5 separate regions of the Mus musculus genome follow, and regions 1, 2, 3 and 4 are each linked to region 5. The links are chromatin contacts, called in public HiChIP or PLAC-seq and promoter capture Hi-C maps. All regions are on one chromosome and are shown on one strand. Each heading gives the region's core, a stretch centred on a gene start, on an enhancer-like site or on the middle of the called end of the contact. The rest is flanking DNA. Distances are from core to core; before and after follow the strand shown. Region 1 holds the start of Cntd1 (cyclin N-terminal domain containing 1). Region 2 holds the start of Becn1 (beclin 1, autophagy related). Region 3 overlaps Cntnap1 (contactin associated protein-like 1). Region 4 holds the start of Jup (junction plakoglobin). Region 5 holds the start of Stat5b (signal transducer and activator of transcription 5B).

The links. Promoter capture Hi-C pulls out the DNA fragments that hold promoters and counts their contacts. HiChIP or PLAC-seq counts read pairs in DNA pulled down with a chosen protein or histone mark.
Region 1: a promoter capture Hi-C map of erythroid cells shows a contact between it and region 5, with 4 times the contacts expected there. The contact joins the promoter of Cntd1 here to the promoter of Stat5b in region 5. A contact is called at or near these places in 3 of 39 promoter capture datasets (embryonic stem cells, erythroid cells and liver), 1 of 115 datasets of contacts at active chromatin or transcription factors (pancreatic cancer cells) and 1 of 9 other capture datasets (pancreatic islet).
Region 2: a contact with region 5 is called in an HNF4G HiChIP or PLAC-seq map of pancreatic cancer cells. The contact joins the promoter of Becn1 here to the promoter of Stat5b in region 5. A contact is called at or near these places in 1 of 39 promoter capture datasets (liver), 1 of 484 Hi-C or Micro-C datasets (B cells), 3 of 115 datasets of contacts at active chromatin or transcription factors (embryonic stem cells, memory CD8 T cells and pancreatic cancer cells) and 2 of 9 other capture datasets (adipose tissue and pancreatic islet).
Region 3: a promoter capture Hi-C map of fetal liver shows a contact between it and region 5, with 2.8 times the contacts expected there. The contact joins the enhancer-like site here to the promoter of Stat5b in region 5. A contact is called at or near these places in 9 of 39 promoter capture datasets (the 3T3-L1 cell line, the C10 cell line, embryonic stem cells and 3 more), 2 of 484 Hi-C or Micro-C datasets (the G1E-ER4 cell line and uterus), 2 of 115 datasets of contacts at active chromatin or transcription factors (bone marrow-derived dendritic cells and embryonic stem cells) and 2 of 9 other capture datasets (adipose tissue and embryonic stem cells).
Region 4: a promoter capture Hi-C map of cranial neural crest shows a contact between it and region 5. The contact joins the promoter of Jup here to the promoter of Stat5b in region 5. A contact is called at or near these places in 5 of 39 promoter capture datasets (cranial neural crest, frontonasal cranial neural crest, liver and 2 more) and 1 of 9 other capture datasets (pancreatic islet).

What each region holds. Positions count from the first base shown.
Region 1 is chr11:101,277,804-101,280,503 of GRCm38.p6, reverse strand. It overlaps Cntd1 (cyclin N-terminal domain containing 1), which reads right to left and starts at 1,301. Exons shown (of 7, transcript NM_026562.2): 1 at 1,024-1,301. The coding sequence starts at 1,198. Coa3 (cytochrome C oxidase assembly factor 3) reads left to right here and starts at 1,556. Exons shown (of 2, transcript NM_026618.2): 1 at 1,556-1,790; 2 at 2,052-2,534. The coding sequence starts at 1,577. The coding sequence ends at 2,164.
Region 2 is chr11:101,300,996-101,303,695 of GRCm38.p6, reverse strand. Becn1 (beclin 1, autophagy related) reads left to right here and starts at 1,410. Exons shown (of 12, transcript NM_019584.4): 1 at 1,410-1,564; 2 at 1,840-1,968. The coding sequence starts at 1,842.
Region 3 is chr11:101,188,425-101,191,197 of GRCm38.p6, reverse strand. It overlaps Cntnap1 (contactin associated protein-like 1), which reads right to left. Exons shown (of 24, transcript NM_016782.2): 22 at 2,444-2,689; 23 at 2,287-2,334; 24 at 478-1,831. The coding sequence ends at 1,539. Ezh1 (enhancer of zeste 1 polycomb repressive complex 2 subunit) reads left to right here. Exons shown (of 21, transcript NM_007970.3): 21 at 1-83. Among named protein-coding and RNA genes, the nearest start is that of Cntnap1, 14 kb to the right of the region's middle. Within about 2 kb of position 1,492, at least 160 of the 459 cell types and tissues checked have an H3K27ac peak or open chromatin away from gene starts, as enhancers often do. A contact at or near this core is called in the G1E-ER4 cell line, fetal liver, liver and 1 more, where this site is marked.
Region 4 is chr11:100,396,516-100,399,215 of GRCm38.p6, reverse strand. It overlaps Jup (junction plakoglobin), which reads left to right and starts at 1,426. Exons shown (of 14, transcript NM_010593.2): 1 at 1,426-1,580. It overlaps Gm12348 (predicted gene 12348), which reads right to left and starts at 1,100. Exons shown (of 4, transcript NR_132425.1): 1 at 1,079-1,100.
Region 5 is chr11:100,849,230-100,851,929 of GRCm38.p6, reverse strand. Stat5b (signal transducer and activator of transcription 5B) reads left to right here and starts at 1,349. Exons shown (of 19, transcript NM_001113563.2): 1 at 1,349-1,531.

The DNA.
Region 1 (2,700 bases), core at 52-2,551, 430 kb before region 5:
GGCTTAGCAGTTAAGAGCACTGGCAGGTCTTCCAGAAAACCTGGGTTCAATTCCCAGCACCCACATCAGGTGGCTCACAACTGCCTATAATTCTCAATTCTTCTTTTTTCCTGCTAAAACAAGTATAAAGTTCTCTCCCCTGACAGACATTCAGACCTCTGCTTGGAATGTCTCCAAACTACTTTCCTGGCCTTACTCTCTATTGCTTCTCCATATGCTCTGGTCAACCTGGACAACTAAACCCTCCGCTCCCAGCCTCCCTCTTGTTTTCCCAAGTTTTATTCATGGTATCATTCAATCCCTGGACCTCATCTTACCACTCCTTTAAATTCTCATAGTAGCTTGTATTCTCTGTGTCAATCACTCTAACCGTTATTTGTATCCACTTGCTCATATGTTAACAATTCCCACCTAAAGACTACATAGTTTGAGAGCAATGGCTAGATTGCAGTTCCCTCTTTCTATACCAGGCAATGTAAATGATAAGCACTCTAAACACGTTTATGGAAAGAAGAGTAAAGGGGGCTGGTGGTGGAGAGATGGCTCAAGCAGTTAGAAGCACTGGCTACCCTTCTAGAGGACCAGGGTTCAATTCCCAGCACCCATATGGCAGCTCACAGCTGTCTATAACCTCAGTTTCAGGTGATTGGATACCCTCATACAGACATACATTAATTTTAAAAGGGGGGGGACTCCCCATGATGCCGTGTGCTTTTAATCCCAGCATCTGGGAGTCAGAACATCTGTCAATTCCAGGCCAGCCTAAGCTACAGAGAGTGTTCCAGGTCATGACTCCACAGTGAGACTTTGTCTTTAAAAATAAAAATAAAAAAAGGCACGTGGGGAGTGGTGCAGGGAAGTGGGGGTTAAGAAATAAAAAAAAGAGTGCTAGTAAGCCTCGTTCATCGCTTATAAGCCCCACGACCTCGCACAACAAGAGTACTAGCAAAATATTTGAGTGAAAAACAAAGATCAACGCTCCCCTGCCTCCCGTAAACCTGACTCCCCACTCTGCATCCACACCCACGATCCGGGTCTCCCTGAAGCTGCCCGTCCGTCCCGCAGCCTCCTTCACGGCTTGCTCGTTCTGCTGGGCCAAGTGAAGCAGGGCGTTTTCGATAGTCTCTGTGGTAACCACTCCGAACTGAAAGTCACTACAGTTCACCAGCCTGGGCCTCAAGGGTCCTTCCATATTCATAAGTCTTTCGGAGTACTTGGACAGTTTACGGGATCCATAAACTGGCCTCCTTAGCTTATTTCCAGAATCTTCTGCCACACCTTGGATTCTTCCTTCCCTTTCTATATGTTTGCCCTCGCTTCGAATCTGAGAAAAAACATAATGTCCACCACGGCTTCGAACGGTCAACAGCTTTTCGCGCCCCAACTGACACAGAGAGCTCAGCCAATCAGAAAGCAGGGCGCTTTTCACCTTTCCTGTCCCTCCTCTAGGGCGGAGAGACCCTGCCTCTACCCAGAAAACTCCACGTGGACTACAGCTCCCAGAGTTCCTTGCTGAAGTCAAAGACTACAATTCCTGGCGAGTTCCGGGCTTGACGGCTTAGGGCGGAGCAGCAACATGGCGGCCCCTGGAGCTGGTGACCCTCTGAATGCTAAGAATGGAAATGCTCCATTCGCTCAGCGCATCGACCCGTCGCGGGAGAAATTGACCCCAGCGCAGTTGCAGTTTATGCGGCAGGTGCAACTTGCCCAGTGGCAGAAAACACTGCCACAGCGGCGGACCCGGAACATCATGACCGGCCTGGGCATCGGGGCCCTGGTGTTAGCTATTTGTATCCGTCCTGGCTATACCGCATATGGGGTTAGGGAAAAGGGAACAAGACGTGTAGCTTTTAATGTGCGGGCAAATGAGGTTCATGCCTAATCTTACTATATATACGCAGCGCGTATTGGCTTAGTAATAACAATTGGTTAAGGGTTCAAAAGGAGCAAAAGGGTGGCAATCCAAAATCATTAATTTGGGAAAACAGCAAGGGTGGCTAGACGAAAGGAATGCCCATGTGCTTTGTGGTTTCCTGAACCCACTCCGTCAGATGGTTACACCTTCTACTCGGTGGCCCAAGAGCGTTTCCTTGATGAGCTGGAAGATGAAGCCAAAGCTGCCCGAGCCCGTGCTCTTGAGAGAGAGCGAGCTTCGGGACCCTAACTGTATGGACCATCTTCAAACTGCTGGATCCCCTGTATATGTTGAATGATGCCTGGTGGTCTTACAGCATCACTGGCACACTAACGTCGGACTGTGTGATTGAGCCCAAGAAGCCAGAGACTATGCATTTGGCCGCTGCCAAGGGGGGGATTGCTCACTTCACGTGCAGTTTGTCCAGTTACTCAGCCCTTTTTATTTCCTTGTTTGAGAGGTATGCAACCTTGCCTTTACCCAAACTTTGTGGTTTACCCCTTCACCTCCCAGGGGCCCCGACTCTTAAGGGGGAGGGTGTGGCTTAACTGCAGCGTTGGAACCTTAAAGTGGGAAAGATAGGGTCAAGTTAAAGTAATAAAATGAGTCATGTCTCCCGAAGCCAAGCTAGTGTGTGGGGGCAGAGAGACATATGGCACTTCACGCTGGAAAGCTCCCTGGCACTAGCTGCAGCGGTGGCATTGCCCCAGGGAGCTGTAAATGTTTAACTAGAATTACTTTTTCCGTGAGATCTTTCCACCTGATTTAAGGGAGAGATTACTGGA
Region 2 (2,700 bases), core at 161-2,660, 450 kb before region 5:
TGAGTTGTTTTGAAAACAACTGCCAATGTTAATAAAGAGAAGATTCCAAAGTCTACAGTACTTTTAATGATAAGGTTCTGTTCTAGGACAAAGTCAATTCCTCATTGTGATATTATTGTATCCACCCAAATTGGAAGCAATGGAAGTTTCCATCAATAAAGAAATTCACTGTAATCTGTGCGTTTCTGCTGTGATGTATTGCAGCAATGAGAATGTTAATTAACAAAACTGGAGCAACATGGAAAACATTCAATTATTTTTATTATCCTTAGTGGTGGTGGAGGGCAGTCCATACCCTGGAATTCCTTTGGAGGTCAACTTCATCTCCTCCTACTCCGATCCTTAGGAATTGACCTTAGGGTCTCTCTCACGTTTGGTGCACACACTTTTACAGGTTGAGCCATCTTGGCAGCCCACATATGTTAAACTTACAAAGTAGGGCTGGACATACAGTTCATTGGTGGAGTACTTGCTTAGTATATGAGAGGCCTTGGATATGATTCCAGATACACACATACTCACAGGAGCCAGCTCTCTCTCTCTCTCTCTCTCTCACACACACACACACACACACACACACACACACACACCACAAATGCATTGGTGTTTTGCATACATGGATGACTGTGTGAAAGTGGTGATAGTGGTGTCAGTTCTTGGAGTTACAGACAGTTATGAGCTGCCATGTGGGTGGATGGATTTGATTTAATCCAGGTCATCTGGAAGTGCGGTTGGTGCTTTTAACTGCTGAGCCATCTCTCCAGTCTCCACTGTCACCTTTTTATTTATTTACATTTTGTTATATACATACATAATACACACATACACATATATACATACATATAACTATCACCTTTAATGTATTTGCATTTTATTATATACACATATACAAACATATATACATACATACACACATACACATACATACATACATATAACAATAAAATTTACCATCCTGCCAAACGCACTCCCTCAGAAGGGTTTAGACAATTTGACTCTCCCAAAAATACACTTTAAAAGCTCACACATGCCGGAAGGTGGTGGTGCACGCTTTTAATCACAGCCCTTAGGAGGCTGAGGCAAGTGGATCTCTGTGAAGTGGATGCCAGCTTGGTCTACAGGGCGAGTTCCAGGTCAACCAGGGCTACACAGAGAAACCCTGTCTCAAACAAACAAACAAACAAACAAACAAACAAACAAACAACACCCTGATCCCTAAGGAATATAGAAGTGGCTCCACTTGGAAGTAACAAATCTTGAGTGGACCGTCTAAATCAGAAGAGTGTGGGCAGCTTCGGCCCACCTGTCGGCACTGCTGCACTTCCCCGCTCGGCCTTTGGATGGCGCTCCGAGCCGGGTAAACAGGGATCTGGAGCAGGGGTCCTTGCGTCAGCTCCCGTCGTGACGTCACTTCTGGTCCTGGGCGGAAGTCTTCAGCTAGCCGACCGGGAAGTAGCTGAAGACCGGGCGATGGGAACTCTGGAGGTCTCGCTCCGGGGCGGACCCGAGGCCACCGTGCCCCCGCGGTAGAACGAGCCTGGGTGGCGGGCTCCGGGCTCCTGAGGTGAGGAGCGTCGGGGCCTGAAGTGAGACCTTAGGAAGAAGCCTAGAGTCCCTGGCGGCCACTCTGGTGCCCCGTTTCCCCGCTCGGGAGACTAGACTGCCTTAGCTGGGCTCTGCCCCGGAAGCGGGTCCTCTTGGTGTCATCCCACTCCCAGAGGGAACGGCGCGGACCGGGATTTTCCTCTTCACCTCCACCACCAAGGCAGCGGGTAGCCTCGGGCCCGAGGTTCAAAGGAGCCGATTCTTCTTAACGTCGTCTTTTCTCCGCTGTCGCAGGCATGGAGGGGTCTAAGGCGTCCAGCAGCACCATGCAGGTGAGCTTCGTGTGCCAGCGCTGTAGCCAGCCTCTGAAACTGGACACGAGCTTCAAGATCCTGGACCGGGTCACCATCCAGGAACTCACAGGTCAGCAGGATCCGAGGAAAGGGGTGGTCAAGAAGGAGGGAAGTGGGCAACTTTAGGGACATTGAGGTGGCGGTCTCTGGCTTTCGGTTTTCTCGTCAGGAATAGACCTCTGACAGTGTCTCCAGAGTGAAGGAGTATTCACATATAACAGAATTTCTTGAAGATTTACCAGTGTATCAATCAGGTGTCCTGTAACAGTCCCCGTGGAAACCAGGCTTGGTGGCTCACATCTATAACTGCAGCAACTCAGGAGGCTGACGCCGGAGCTGCCTCAAGTTCCAGGCCAGCCTGCGCTATTGAATGAGACCCTGTTTCCAAAAATAAAAAGGACAGGAGAAGTGCCATGGTGCATCCTCTTACAGGTGACGAGTTGAGGTTAGAGCCATCAGTGAGCATACTTACCTGAGGTCCAGTGAAGTGTAGGAGAGCCTTGAAGCCTGAAGAAGAGAGTGAGAGAGGTGATTAGCGAGTTTAAACACGTTCATGGGCCTGGCATTAGCATGGAAACCTTGGCTTTGTTGTATATAGCTCCCTAGACCTTGATTCATTTTTATTCATAATTAGTATTAGTTATGTGTATAGGTGGTTTGCTTACATGTACATCTGTCCATGACGAGAATGCCTGATGCCGGGAGAGGCCAGAAGAGGGCGTCAGATCCCTGAACTGGAGTTAACAGGTGGTTGTGAGCCACCGTGTGAGGGCTAGGACTCGAACCTAGGTCCTTTACAGGA
Region 3 (2,773 bases), core at 243-2,742, 340 kb before region 5:
TGCGGCTTAATTGCCAGTAAATTTCTTGCACTTTAAAGTCCTGTGGCTTGTGACCTCTTATCTAATAAAGTGTTAAGACTCCATTTTGGCAAGTTGTGTCCTCCGTGCTTGGGCTGGAAGCATAAAAGGTGGTGGCATGGGGGCAGGTTGGGTAGAAGCTTTAGCGCTCTGACCCCCACCATCCTCTGGGAGCGGGGTGGGAGGTGAAGCCCCCGGGAGGTGGAATAGCTTTTAGTTTTTGGAGAACTGTGTAGCCCTGGCTGCCCTGGAAGTCAGCTCTGTAGACCAGGCTGGCCTTGAACTCAGAGATCTGCCTGCCTTTTGCCTACTGAATGCTGGGGTTAAAGTTGTGTGCCACCACTGCCTGGCTTATACGCATAGGTTTTGAGGACTAGAAATTTCCAAGCTCTCAGAATAGTTCCCTTAAGACTTCATTAGTTCCTTGGCCAGGATGTCAGCTACCACGCACAGACGGGGCTCTGCCACGCTGCTTTATTGAACCTGCTCAGTTGAGGGCACAGCAGGCTCTGCCCTGCACTAGAGTGGAGGCCCAGCACGTGGGTGAGTGGCTGGCAGGACTCATGAGACATCAAACACAGAAGGAGCTCGCTACAAACTGGGCATAGCACAGGACAGCCCACTGAGTTCTTTTATATATAAACAGATAATTAAAAAATTAGAGTAATATATAGTTCTCTGGAGAGAGACTCTGCAACAAGAAATATATATAAAGAATATGACCTCCTGGGTAAACGCAGCAGCATTTCTGAGCAGAGGGGGGAGGGCTCCTCATGCATTGGAGAGGGCCAGGCCTGCGCACAGGCACCAAGGCTATTGCATATTTTGAAAAGGGGTGGAAGAGTAGAGGGCTGGCTAGGCAGGGCATCTGCATTATCTTTTCTACTCAGGCAGGCTTTTTATGGCTTTGGCTGAAGCAAGTGAAGCAGTGGAGGTACTAAAGTGCTAAACTGAGGCAGGCCTCTTGTCTCTGTAAGAACAAAAAGGGTTGAGTGAGGTGGGGGTGGGGGTGGTGAAGTTCTTCCCTCAGCCCCAGCTGAGAGGAAGCAGATGGAAGACAGCCGGTCAGCAGGGCAGGAGGAGGAGGGGAGGCTCCAGGGTGTGTTTTAGCAGCCTCTCGATCCCCCACATCTGTCCCTGCTGATAGTGTACACAGGAAGGGAGGCAGTTCATCTCCCCTGCCCTTCGTTGTTAATCCTTGCCAGCAGCTGGGACAGAGATGGCAGGAAAGGCCTGTCTCAGCATCATGGGCTTTCTCCTGTAGGGCAGGCAAACAGTCTGGAGCTGGGGGCGGGTGGGGGGGGGGGTAGAGGGATGAGCAGGGCATTGGTTTAGGCAGTGAGGCTCGGCCACTCCCTTTGGTCCCATCTGTAGCTCTGCGCACCAAACTTGGCAAGAGGGGAATCCTCCTGGTGAACAGAGCCTGCTTAGAAGAGCCAAATGTCCCTGGCAAGGGAGGGGGAAGGCAGGAGCTGAGGGGACTTAGAGGAGTTGGCCTTGGTCCCTGAAGCCCTTGTGACTCATTCAGACCTGGACTCCTCCAAGATCTGGGGGAGGTTCTGGTCTCTGGGGCCTGGGCCAGAGGCTGGGGCTGGGGCTGGGGCTGGGGCTGGGGTTGGAAGCTGTGTGGGAGCTGGAGTAGGGGCAGGGGCCTGGGCAGGGCCTGAGGGAGGGAGGGGAGCTTTGCCGCCAGGATGGGAATCGTGGGTGGCCTTGGGCTCGTTGGTGTGGTAGGAGCCCTTGTATCGATGATTTTGCAGATAGAACAGCACCAGCATTCCCACAAGCCCCAGCAGCAGGAAGGCCACCAAAACTGAATGGAAGAAAAAGAACAGCTTAGGGAAGGCCTTCGGGGTACACACATACACGCTCGGCCAAAGCATCATGTTCACCCGGGTATAGCAAACATAACTGTGTCAGGCATGGCTCTGTCTAGAATGTCTGAGTTCTTGGCTTATCCACTGTCCACTTTACCCTTTCCCTATCTCTGATGGCTTCTCCAATTTCTTATTTCTCTAGATGTTACTACATTTCTATTTTTCCTCATCCTGTAACTGGGGCTGCATTTTAATATTTCATCTCAATTAAAAATTTATAGCTGCCTAGTCCTCCCCCAGCTAAATACTGATGTCAGCATAACCTGTCCCTGCCGCCTTCTTGCCATCTCACAGCTAATGCCTCCCCCCACCCCACTTCTGAGGACAGGAGCCAGGGAGGATGCTAGCGAGGTGGTCTTAGGAAGTCGGGTTCATGGTCGGTGCTACTTACAACCTAAGAGTATGGCAATCCATCCGTCGTCATGGTAGTATGGGAAATCTAAAGAGGAGGAAAGGCTGATTAAGAGCCGCTGCCTCTGTATTCAGAGCCATTTCCCATCACTGTTACCCCACCCCACCCCCATCTTCACTTGTGTCTAGGGATTCACCTGGAGGCAGGTACCAGGGATCAAGTTCTGGTGGCACCTCAGAGACAAGGCGTGGCATAGCTCCACAGTTAGATTCTGACAGTTCTCCTTGAACCCGCATGGCCTCCGCCAGCTCAGCAGTCATGGGCCGAGGGGTTCGGAAATGGGTCTTGAGAGGAGCCACATTGTTGAACCGGACACCAGACAGGCAGCCTGAGAAACCTGGGGTGTTGTACCGCTGAATCTCTGGGTCAATGACTCCTGTCTCTGAGGGAGAGGCGGCCAAGAAAGAGGTATCAGGGTTCACCCAGAGAAGCCTTGCCCCTCTTCCATTCCCCTCCCACTACCCTC
Region 4 (2,700 bases), core at 177-2,676, 450 kb after region 5:
CTTTGTCTGTTTCTCCCTGGAGCAGTATCCAGCCCCCCCCCGCCCCACCCCCAAAACACACTGACCCTTCTGCTCTGGGACTTGAAAGAAGGTGTCGGCCCAGGCGTGGTGGCGCACGCCTTTAATCCCAGCACTCGGGAGGCAGAGGCAGGTGGATTTCTGGGTTCGAGGCCAGCCTGGTCTACAAAGTGAGTTCCAGGATAGCCAGGGCTATACAGAGAAACTCTGTCTGGAAAAACAAAAACAAAAACAAAAACAAAAAAAAAAAAAAAAGAAAGAAGGTGTCGGAGTTTAGAGTGTACCATATTTCCTAGTCTTGTGATCTCTTTGGAGCGTAGTTTTAAAATCGCATTACATTTTATTTACTTTTATGTGTGTGGCACTTGTGCCAAGGCGGGAGATCAGAGGACAGAGGACAACCTGTGAGACTTGGCTGTTGTCTCCCTCCATGAGGTATCAGACTCGGGTGGTCACATCTGCACAACTGAGGCACCACACAAGCCCATTAAAAATATTCTTTTAACATGGATCATTTCGATCCCACTTTGAAGACCAGGCTGGCCTCTTAACTCACAGAGATCTGCCTGCCTCTGCCTCCTCGAGTGCCACCACTGCCTGGCTGCTCCAGCACTTTTTAAGAACTGTCTCGAACTGAGACAGTTTAAATACTGACATTCCTCAGCTGTTTAAGTGCTACTACAAAGCTTATTTCATTTAATCTCTCCAACCTAAGATAGATAAAGCTAATGAACCCACTTTACAGAAGAGATACAGGGTGAAAGGTACACTAACTAGCCTAAGGTCATACAAAGATTAAGGGGAGAACCCAAACCCAGGCCTGCTAATTCTAAACAGAAGGGATCAGGGAACACTCCATCTTTTGTAGGGGGGAGAAAATCCCAACCCAGCACAAAGCCTATGAAATGCTTTACAAACATCTTATTACTACGTTGAGGCAAGAATGAATAAGCCTGACGCTGAGTTGGCTGGCTAGTGAAGGCGTCAGTCCTTTCCCATGCCTCCCCCTGACTCACCTGTTGGACAGGTAGGGGGGGAAGGGGAGAATAATGAGTCTTACCTGCTCAGGGCTAGGGTGGGGCAAGTCACGCCCCACCTGATCCATTGGCTTTTTCCTTAGTCTTACTGACAGCCCTCTGTCCAATCATAAAGAAGAAACTTTCTATTTGCCAATAGATGCAGAGTGAGGATGAGACCTCAAGTTGGCGTCCACCCCAGAGTCGAGTGGCAGTCCCTGGGGCCAATGGTGAGCGCATAAACAGAGGCGGCCGTGGTAGAGGTCCCGGCGCGAGGCTCCGCCCCTCGATGGGATAGTCAGGCTGGGCAGCCAGTGAGATAGCCTCAGAGGGTGGGAGTCTCCCTAGGGGGCGGAGCTTCGAGGGGGCGAGAGGTGTGGCTTGGCTGTCAGGTCCCTTTGCCTTTTGTTCGGTTACTGAGTTGCTGCCTTGGCCAGAGTCCGGAGCAGCCGCCGCCCGAGTGCGCCGAGCTCAGTTCGCTGCCCGCGCCGGCTCCCTCCCGGCCAGACCCGACCCCGATTCGGCTCAGCCCGGCTCCACGCTCAGGTACACCCGATCGGGGTACGAATCACTGTGGGAGAGTAGGGACAGCAAGCGGCCGGGAGGCTGGTTCCAGCGGTTTCAGGGCAGGTGAGGGCGGGTGTCAGGGAGCGCATCCTACACCAGCGACAGGGGGCGCGCTGGGGTCCGGGGCGCGGGACCCTTGGGACAAGCAATCTGGGTTGGAGCGCCCCTCCAGGCTCGGTGAACCGCAGGTCTGAGAAGGGTGGGGAGGAACTAGGGCAGGTGCCTCGGAGTTCGCGCCTCCCCCAGGGCCCCAGAGCTCGCCTAACACGGCGTCCCTGACTCTCCCCTGGAGCTGACCGAGCAGACTTTGACCCGCTCCGCCTGGTCCCGGAGCTCACGGTGACAGGAATTTACCGTTTGGGAAACTTGCTGCCTAGTCTCTTTGGGGCCACCCTCACCGCACCCCACGCGTCATCCTCGCTTTCTCTCCCTCCCTCCCTACTCCCCCAGGCCTGGGTGGGGCCCTATTGTCTGCGCCCAGCTTTCCAAACTGTGGGGGCCGAGTGCACATTTTCCCAGGGACGCAATTCCCACCTGCTGAGCAGAGCAGGTGAGCGCTTGGAAGACGGAGGCCCTGCCCTGCAGCTCCGAGCTGGACCTGTGGCGCCTCCCTCCGCTCTAGTGTACGCCGGTCAATGCCTTCTCCTACGGAGGTGGGATAGGGTGACTGGGGAACTGGTGAAGGGTCTGGGCTGAGTGCCCTACCGATGTCTGACACTGGTGGCTTGGCCTGGAGTCTGGGCCGGTAGAGAAAATTTAAGAAGCACTCGCCCAGTTTTTAGTAGCTGTGGTTTCCAGAGTGTTGATAGGGAAACAGCAATATCTTTTGATTTCTGCAACCCATTCTTGTTGAGAAATCACTCCAAACAAACTTTCCAGGAGAAAGTAACCATGGGAGCCTTTTCTAGGATTTTTCTAGTCTCCTTGTTGAGAGCTGATTCTAGGCTTGGTGGTACTTCTTGGAGGAAAACCCCTTCCCCCAGTCAGCTCCAAGCTGAACGTAGCCAGTGTGTGCGCTTTGACCCTGTTCTCCCTGCCCCCAACTCCATCCTGTTTGCCAGGCCCCTAAGGCCTGAGGTAGGGACCAATGGGGGTGGGG
Region 5 (2,700 bases), core at 100-2,599:
TGAGAACCACTGCCCTAGAGCGAGCATCACACAGAAAGGCCAGGAGTGTGTTTCTGGGAGAGGTGATAGCTTACAGGTATGGAAGCTTGAACAGAGAAATGTGCCCTGAAGTTTTAACTCGTCCTAAGCTGGCTGTGGGGTGGGGGGGTGGGGGGAGGAAAGGTGGGGAAGGGGAAGCCCAGAGCTGCTGATTTCCATCCCATCCAGCTTCTTGGCCCAGCCCCCACGCTCTCTCCCTCTTTTTTGTGCCAAGCACTGTGTCAGGTGTTGGCCCAGCCTGTAGGGCAGGAGCAGAAGGGCTTTGTGATCAGTTAACACCCCCAAACCTTTGTGCCTGGGAAGGCTGCTGGGAAGAGAATCATAGAAGAGCTTGCCTCTCGATCCTGCCTGGCTAGGAAAATTTTCAGCGGGACAAATTGTAGGTGACTGTAGAGAATAGACGTTCCGTGTGTTTGTGCTGGGAAGGGGTCCTCCCTCTTTTGCCCCTGCAGCTGAGGTTTCTACAGCTGTGGCTTCTGTACCACTGATGTGCCTTGCTTCCGGGCTGGCCGGGTTGGCCCTTGGAGGGTTGCCAGGGAAACCACTGGCCAGCTTGGGGAGATGGAGCGCGGGAGAGTGGGTGACTCAGGTTGCTTTCTCTCACACATACAGCAACCCTCCCCAACATTGGGGAAAGGGTAGTAGAGACCCTCTACCCCTGGAGAGAACCCAGACGGCCCTGGATAAACCTGTCACTCCCAAAACCAAGATTAGTTACCAGCAAAAATTCCCAGGGAGGAAGGCGTCTCCCATATGCCCCATAGATTCACCCAGGGGCAATCCACTGATCCAGTTGGCCCGGTCCTGCCTGTGCCCATCGGGGTAGTGCGACAGGGGCCCTGGTTTAAACCTCCCTCCAGGGAGCAAGCTCGGGATAATTATTGATCGGGGCTACTATGGACTTCTGCCCTCGGCCTGAGAGCTAGAGGACGCGGGCCTGGTTTCCCGGCGGGAGGGCGGTGGGCGGGCCGCGGAGGGGGTGTCCCAATCTCCAAGACCACCGCCGCTCGTGCCCTTAAACGGGGATCTCTCCCACCCAAACAAAACAGCATGTGTTAGGGGTCCCGGAGCCTCGAGGGGGTGTCCAGGGCGGCTGGGCGCGGGCTCGGCCTGCAGCGGGAGCGCGCGGCGCAGGCCCAGCCGAGCGCGCTCCCGCGCTCCACTGCGCGCAGGGGGTTCCGGGGCCCCGCAGGGCGGTCGCGCAGGGGCGCGGAGGGACCTTGGGGCTGGGGAGCGCGCGCGGGCAGGAACCAGGAAGCGGGGCGCGCTCGGGGTTACGGGCGGGCGCGCGTCCCCGGAGCCTGAGCGCGAGAGCGGCGCGCGCCCCCGTGGGCCCCGGCGGGAGGAGAGTCGGCGGCCCAAGCCGTCACCCCGGGCGGGGACCGAGCGCGGGCGACGACGCGCGGAGGTCCTGCACGGGGAGGGAGCGAGCGGGCGTGCGAGAGAGCGTGCGGGACCGGAGAGACCGCTGGCTCTGGTGGGGCAGAACGAGGTAGGAGCTGCGCCCTGCGCGGGGCCAGGGGGCCCGGGAGCCCGGGCGGGGCCCCGTGCTCCTGCTGTCTAGAAGCTGGGCAGGGCCGAGCCGCCGCCATCGCTCCGGGGCCGTGGGGAGGCCGCGGGGGCCGCGCCGGGCGGCTGCAGAGGGGCCCGGGGCGCTGGTGGTGGCTACGAGAGGGGCGCGCGGAGGCCACGGAGGGGGGCGCCGTGGATACCGTGAAAAGTATTGGCGCGTGCGTGTCACGATGGGTGTGTGAGGGACGCCGACAGAGCCGATCCCCTGGGAGCGAGGGGACTGCTGTCGGCCGCCTCACACCTTCCTGTTGCATTTCTGAAGAGTCCCTGCTGTCTCCCAGTTTTTCCTCTTATTATAATGTGCTCCCCAAAGCGGGGGGGGGGGGGTGCCCGAGACTCTGGGGAAAACGATGAGCCGAAGGTACCCAGTGGAGTGGGGGGTATCAGCAAAGCTTCAAGAAATAGTGCCTTATAAGGAGTCAAGACAACAAATATGAACATTTTGATAAGGCTCTGGGCTGCGGGGTCCCACATCAGGACCTGCCAGGCCTGGGCTTGAATGTGTGGTGGTGGGATGCGGGCAAGCTGTTCTTTCATTTTCTCTTCTTTTCTTTTCCTTTCTTTTCTTTCTATCTTGTTTTTCCTAGCCAAGGTTAAAGAGTTAAAAAAAAAGTGATCCTGGTGTCGGGGGTAGATATGGGGAGTCGGAAGGAGAGCTGTCTTATCACAGAAGCTGGTCTGAGTCTAAAGGAATCTGGCAAGATGGTCAGAGTGATCAAGGGGGGGGTAGCAGAAGGGGGCGGGGGGGGGGACTTGTCTGGAGCAGGAGGCGTTTGCAAACACTTGTAGCCAGCAGTGATGGAAAAGGCGAAGAACAAACGGCAGCGTTTAGAAAGCAGGGATTAATGAGACCCAGAAGATTTTAAAGGCAAAAAGAGGCCATTCGTTTCCTCAAGGACCTATGTCCACTTTTGTGCTTGTCTCGCTGTGGGTCGGAACTTGTATTAAATTAATAGTGGCAAACTGGCTTATAGAATCTTCGATTTGGGAAGCCTCCACCCCTGGGATTATACTACATTCTTTCATTGTAAAAACTGAGGCCCAGATAGATGGACTTAGCTGCCAGCTCAGGTCACAAGTGTGTTTATA